Linked DNA regions of Mus musculus: region 1 is linked to region 2. The links are chromatin contacts, called in public HiChIP or PLAC-seq maps. All regions are on one chromosome and are shown on one strand. Each heading gives the region's core, a stretch centred on a gene start, on an enhancer-like site or on the middle of the called end of the contact. The rest is flanking DNA. Distances are from core to core; before and after follow the strand shown.

Region 1 (2,752 bases), core at 90-2,589, 99 kb before region 2:
GTTTGCCCAGCAACATTCACTTAAATGCTCTTACTTCTCAGAGCAAAGTTCAAGTCCCAGGTTTCCCAGCCAAGGAGAACTGGCTTCTAATCAAGTCTCATTAACTGTTACCCCTGGGCCAAGCTATGTCACCACTCCTGGCAGCTGCTTTCTCTTTGTCACTTGAAGCCAGTTCCTTGCCATCAAGGCAACAGGTAGAACAGTGTATTCTAAGGTTGCCATAGCCAGGTGCCACAGCCTAGTGACTTAAATCACAGAAACACACGCTCTCACAGCCCCTGGGGCTGGAAGTCTGTGGTCAAGACAGAACACACACTTATTGATTTTGTTGTTGTTGTTGTTTGGTTTTGGTTTTGGTTTATTTTGTTTTTGAGACAGCTCTGGATGGCTTAGACCAGACTGTCCTTTAATGTACAGAGGTCTTCCTGCCTCTTCTTCTTGAGCTGGAACTAACAACATAAGCCAGTTGCCCTTTCTTACAAGACACCAGTCATACTGAATAAGGGACAAATATGGAAACCCTGGAGATGAGACCCTCAGCACAAGGCTTTAGAGCAGTGATTTTCAACTTTCCTAGTGCTGTGACCCTTTAATACAGTTCCTCATGTTGTGGTGACCCCTCAACCAATGCCACTTAGCAACTGTAACTTTGCTAATGTTATAAATTGCAATGTAACTATCTGATATGTAGGATATCTGATATTCAACCCTTCTGAAAGGGTCAGTCGATCCCCAAGTCGGTTGTCACCCCCAGGTTGAGAGCCGCTAATTTAGGCAAAACATCATCCGGCCCTAGCAGATGAAATAGCATATCCAAGTTTCTTCAGAGCCTGGCACTTGGCACACGCTGAGCAGATCCACGGACCATGCCTTTGGCAGGAGTCCATGGGGAGGTTTGGGACTCAACAGTCACTGGTTCTTGCCCTCGGCTTTAGATTCCTTGGTTTTAAGCCTGCCTTGCTGCCTCAATGATCTTGGCCAGATCTTAAGTGTTCTCCAAGATAACAAAAAGCTCGTTGCACACCGTAAATCCTGTGTCTTTTTGTTCTCACCGAGTCCTACCTTGAGTTGCTCACTCTGACATGCTGGGAACAACCTGAGAAGGGAGCAGAGAACATGACGTTCTCAGAACGGGCTCACCAGGGCCTTAGCTTTCTGCCATTGCTGCTGAGGGGAAAGCAGGGCAACTCTAGAACACTCTCCTCCCCACCCTCTCCTACTGTCCCTCAGAAAGGGTACCAACAGCTGTCTGAGAGGAAGTCCGTGGCACTGCTATCAGAGACCTAACTTTGGAAACTGTACCCATGAGGTTCATTTGTCCCCAGATCACCCACTGGTATTTTAGGCCACAAGCATTCCTCTGGCCACCTGCCCTGTTCTGGTATGCTGGGAACAGCTAACTTCCCTCAACTAGTGAAGTTTTTTTTTCCTTGAGGTCACTTTCTCATTGTCCTACTTCCCGGGTGACATGTTAAACGGGGTGTTGGGTACTTTGGTTTGTTTGAGGTATTTTTTGTTTGTTTGCGGTTTGTTGTTGTTTTGGTTTGGCTTTGGCTTTGTTTTTAAGATCATATCAGCACATCCAATTGGTAGCTTGAGCCCAGGCAATTCCTAGGGACCAGCTTTACTATACTGTTCAAGCTTTTTTCTTCGAACCCAGTCAAATCCCGATTGGCTTACAGACAATTCTGCTAGGCTCCTCCCAACAACGGCCTAGCAACAGTTTACAGCATCACCAACACCGTTGCTGGCCAATTGAGAGTCAGGTGCAGCAATTGCCTGCCGGTCAAGTGCGAGCCAGGAATGGCAGCATAGAAAGAGAATGAAGATGGCTGCTCCATACCCCGACCTCTCTTTCTCTCTAACTTCCCCCATACCCTCTGTGTTCCCATGCATTCCCACAAAGTCTCTCGCTCTCCCTCCCCCTTCCCCTCTCTCTCTTTCTCTCTCCCTCCTTCTGTGCCCCACCTTTCTTTGCCCTCCCTCCTCTGCCTCTACCCCTTTCCACCCCTGTTCCTTTCCCTTCATCCATGATAAACTTCCTTATGTCAGGTCTGTCGTGTGGCGTGATTTCTCAGAGGGACACCTTGGCTTGGGCGCACCAAGTACTCCCGTACTCCCTCTGCTGCTGCCACAGCTTTCTATTCCAAACAGTAACTGGAAGAGATGAGTGCTGGATCCTGAGATGGCACTTTGACACCCCACACCCCCAAATAATGCTTAAAGACAGAGATAAAGGATTTTAAAGAGCATTAATTGCTCTCTAGGCCAATGAGGGGTTCCTTGCGCCCCTTTATGAGTGCCATATTTTGGCATTAATTTTCAAAACAACTTCTGCTCGTTATGGAATTGGGAAATGGAAAGACAAACTGTGTGTGCATTCAGACTGATGCACAGGCCATCTCCTGTCTGTTAAGATCGTTGCTACTGGTGCTCGCTTGCTTTCCTCCAGTCTTCCTTCTTGGGAATCTGGGAGCATGCTAGAGTTAAAGTTTTATATCTTTATTGTCTGCATAGCATTCTGTTAAACTGATGTGCCTCCATTAACTTAGCCATCCTGCCACTGTTAACTAAGCCATCCTCCTGTCACAGAAGGCTGGCTGCTGCATCTGTTTTCTCTTTTGCTGTTGATATCTTTTGTGTTTGCCTTATTTAAATTTATGTGCACTGTCTGACCTGAGTCCTCAGCAAAGCTATTTCTGACACCCAGCTACTTTACCCACCTTTTAAAACCTCATCCTTAGTGTCAGAC
Region 2 (2,700 bases), core at 29-2,528:
ATAGTGAGATTCTGTGCTCTGCCTAGACCCATTCAAGCACTTAAAATAGCAACCAGAAGATGAGAATGAATTAATATTCTCTTCTATCCTTCCCTCTCTCCTCCTTTCCTTTCCCTCTTCCCTTCTTTTCTCCTTCCCTTCCTCCAACTCTCTTAGTGCTGGGAACAAATCCAGCTAAGCAAGTGTTCTGCCACTGAGCTGCATCCCCAGACCAAGAACTCTTCTTTCTAATGCAATTCCATCTCAAGGTGACTTGGCAGTAGCTGCTTCTAAAATATGTCAACCATGGCTAGAAAAAGCTATATTAAAAAAACCTAACACACACAAATAGTATAGTGTAAATAACGGTATGCATACACTATATAAAATTTTAGACTGTATTGAATAACAAATATTTACTGAGCAGCTATTGTGTGCTGGAGCTGAGGGGTTGAAACGGGTGCGTTAGCCTTCAAGAGCTGCCGTTCTCAGCAGATCACCTGGAAGGATCCCACAAGGACTCAAACCTGCAGTCTCCATCTTCTCTTCTGCCTAGGTAGGAACTAAGTTTTCAAACACTTTGCCAAAATATCTTCCAGGAAGAAATAGAATGACTCCAGAACCAGACATCAGATGCTAATTTTGAAGAGGAGAACCCTGAGAAATGCATGGCTGTAAGGCACATGTGACTTCTCATGGCCTGGTCTCTAGACAGAGCGAAGAATGGAGTTAGGAGGTGTCTGTGTCAGAGCCAAGGCTGGGAGGCCCAAAGTCCTCGGTAACTAAGGAAGTCTCTTTTCCTCTTTGAGCCTTTTTATCTAGTGAAGAGAGGAGAGGCTGGACTAGCTAGTCAGCAGGAACCTGGCACCCAGAACCTCAGTCAAGTTCTCTGTTACACCTTACACCAGAAGGATATGGGCTAACTGAAGATGCCTTAAGACATGCCCGCCTCATCTCTCACCAATCATCTCTCACCGTTCCAAGCTGTTTGATCCATGCAGTTTTCAAAATAAGACTGAGTTTCCCCCCTCAGGCCTGGTGTTTAATCCGTGTCTTCTCTACAATGCTGGATACTCAGCAACCACATCTGGGAAGGATGTAGTTAGGCAGGCTGGGTTTAGAAAAGTCAACTCTGGTGGGCAATGCTCTGTCACAAGGCAAGGAAGAGTCAGCTAGCTCCAGCCAACTGACGTGTGACTAACCGTCTGTAAAAAGCCTGGGCATTTCACACAGAATGAGATATGTGAAGGCCTATGTCACCACACTGCCACTCCAGATCCTAGACACCTCTAGACTGACTGCTCACATCCCTTACATAGACACCTTCAGGTGACCTTCAGGAACCAGTGCAGTTCCTTCCACGGTACACCTGGGTCTACATTAGATGTGAACAGCTAACAGACAAATCTATCTGCTGGCAAGGAATCCAGAAAGGCAAACACTGGTGCAGTGGAGCCGAGAATTGGAGGACTCTGCAATCACACACCTGGGGTCTGGCCTTCACCTTTAACAGGGCCTTGGCCTCTTGGTAATGGGAGGAATGTGAGTATGGTCTGACAGCCTGGCTCACCGAAGGCTCATGAACTGTTTCTTCTGGGAATGCAGGGTAGTGAACCTTCCATAAGACAAACAAGTGCTAGTTAGTATAGAAGTGGGACCACTATTTATTACAAATGTAGATACTAAATATGCATAATGAAGCCCACAAGCTCTTTGGTTATTTTTCTTGTTTTATGAAATCTGAGTGACTGAAGATGTCTAAACAAAGTATAGGCTTTGAGGACAGAATAAATTTGGTGTTTTGATCCACCATTAAGTGAGCTATATAAACCTTTAGACCAACTGTAAAATTAGGACAATACGACTCATCTCAAGAGTTGCCAAAGGTTATTATGGAATCCCGAGACACTAAGGTGGTCTGTGTGTGCCTGTACACCCTTAATTCATGGTGACAGCTGCTGTTTCTCATGGTTTTCACCATGAGAAACAGCAGCTCTTTGTCCCTATGACTTAAATAGAATCTTTAAAGCAAGAGCAATAGCATATACAAAGTAATAAAACAAAACATACAGGCTGTCAATGCTCATTTCAATGCTAAAGGAAGATGGGGGGGGGTGGGGCTTAACACTTGATGCAGATTTGAGAGGAATACCCTGAGATGTTCCCCAGCTTATACTGATAGCCCCATCTCTGCCCCATAATGCATTTGGTCATCATCCATTCACTTCTAATAAATCTTAAGCATGTACAATGAACAAAGCACAAGGGGGAATCCCGGCATCCTCATTCAGGCCCTCCATTTCCATCAGGGAGCAGTGATTTGCTAGAGCGCGGTCAATGGAAAAGGGCATAGGTGTTTAAACACTGCACAACCACAGGAGACACCATTTAAAGCTTTCATTATAGTTGGGGCTGAAACTAAGCTGGTGCCATTGCAGCTCCTCCAGGAGGGAGCTGGCTGGGCAGGCCCCATCAGCACCTTCTCTGCCCACCAGCTCAGGCAGGAGTTTCCATCTCCTTGTGAACTGGACGCCCCAAGGACCAGGGATGGCTGGGAACATGCATGGCTTATTGCTATACGATTTCCCAGCCTTCCCTTGGAACAGACCTGTGTATATCTACAGCATGTATACAGTCTACTAAAATCCTTTATGCAAGAAAAAGAAACAAAAAACTGGAGAAAGAAAAAGAAGGAAGGAAGGAGGGGGAAAGATGACAGGA

Evidence for each region. HiChIP or PLAC-seq counts read pairs in DNA pulled down with a chosen protein or histone mark.
Region 1: a contact with region 2 is called in an H3K27ac HiChIP or PLAC-seq map of heart atrium, with 5 read pairs. The contact joins two enhancer-like sites. A contact is called at or near these places in 1 of 15 datasets of contacts at CTCF or cohesin (the NIH/3T3 cell line), 6 of 484 Hi-C or Micro-C datasets (embryonic stem cells, muscle stem cells and nephron progenitors) and 12 of 115 datasets of contacts at active chromatin or transcription factors (embryonic stem cells, extraembryonic endoderm stem cells, heart atrium and 1 more).

What each region holds. Positions count from the first base shown.
Region 1 is chr4:105,277,333-105,280,084 of GRCm38.p6, reverse strand. No RefSeq gene overlaps it. Among named protein-coding and RNA genes, the nearest start is that of Gm40217, 40 kb to the left of the region's middle. Within about 2 kb of position 1,339, at least 34 of the 459 cell types and tissues checked have an H3K27ac peak or open chromatin away from gene starts, as enhancers often do. A contact at or near this core is called in heart atrium, where this site is marked.
Region 2 is chr4:105,178,214-105,180,913 of GRCm38.p6, reverse strand. The region is part of intron 1 of Plpp3 (phospholipid phosphatase 3); the gene reads right to left. Among named protein-coding and RNA genes, the nearest start is that of Plpp3, 22 kb to the right of the region's middle. Within about 2 kb of position 1,278, at least 6 of the 459 cell types and tissues checked have an H3K27ac peak or open chromatin away from gene starts, as enhancers often do. A contact at or near this core is called in heart atrium, where this site is marked.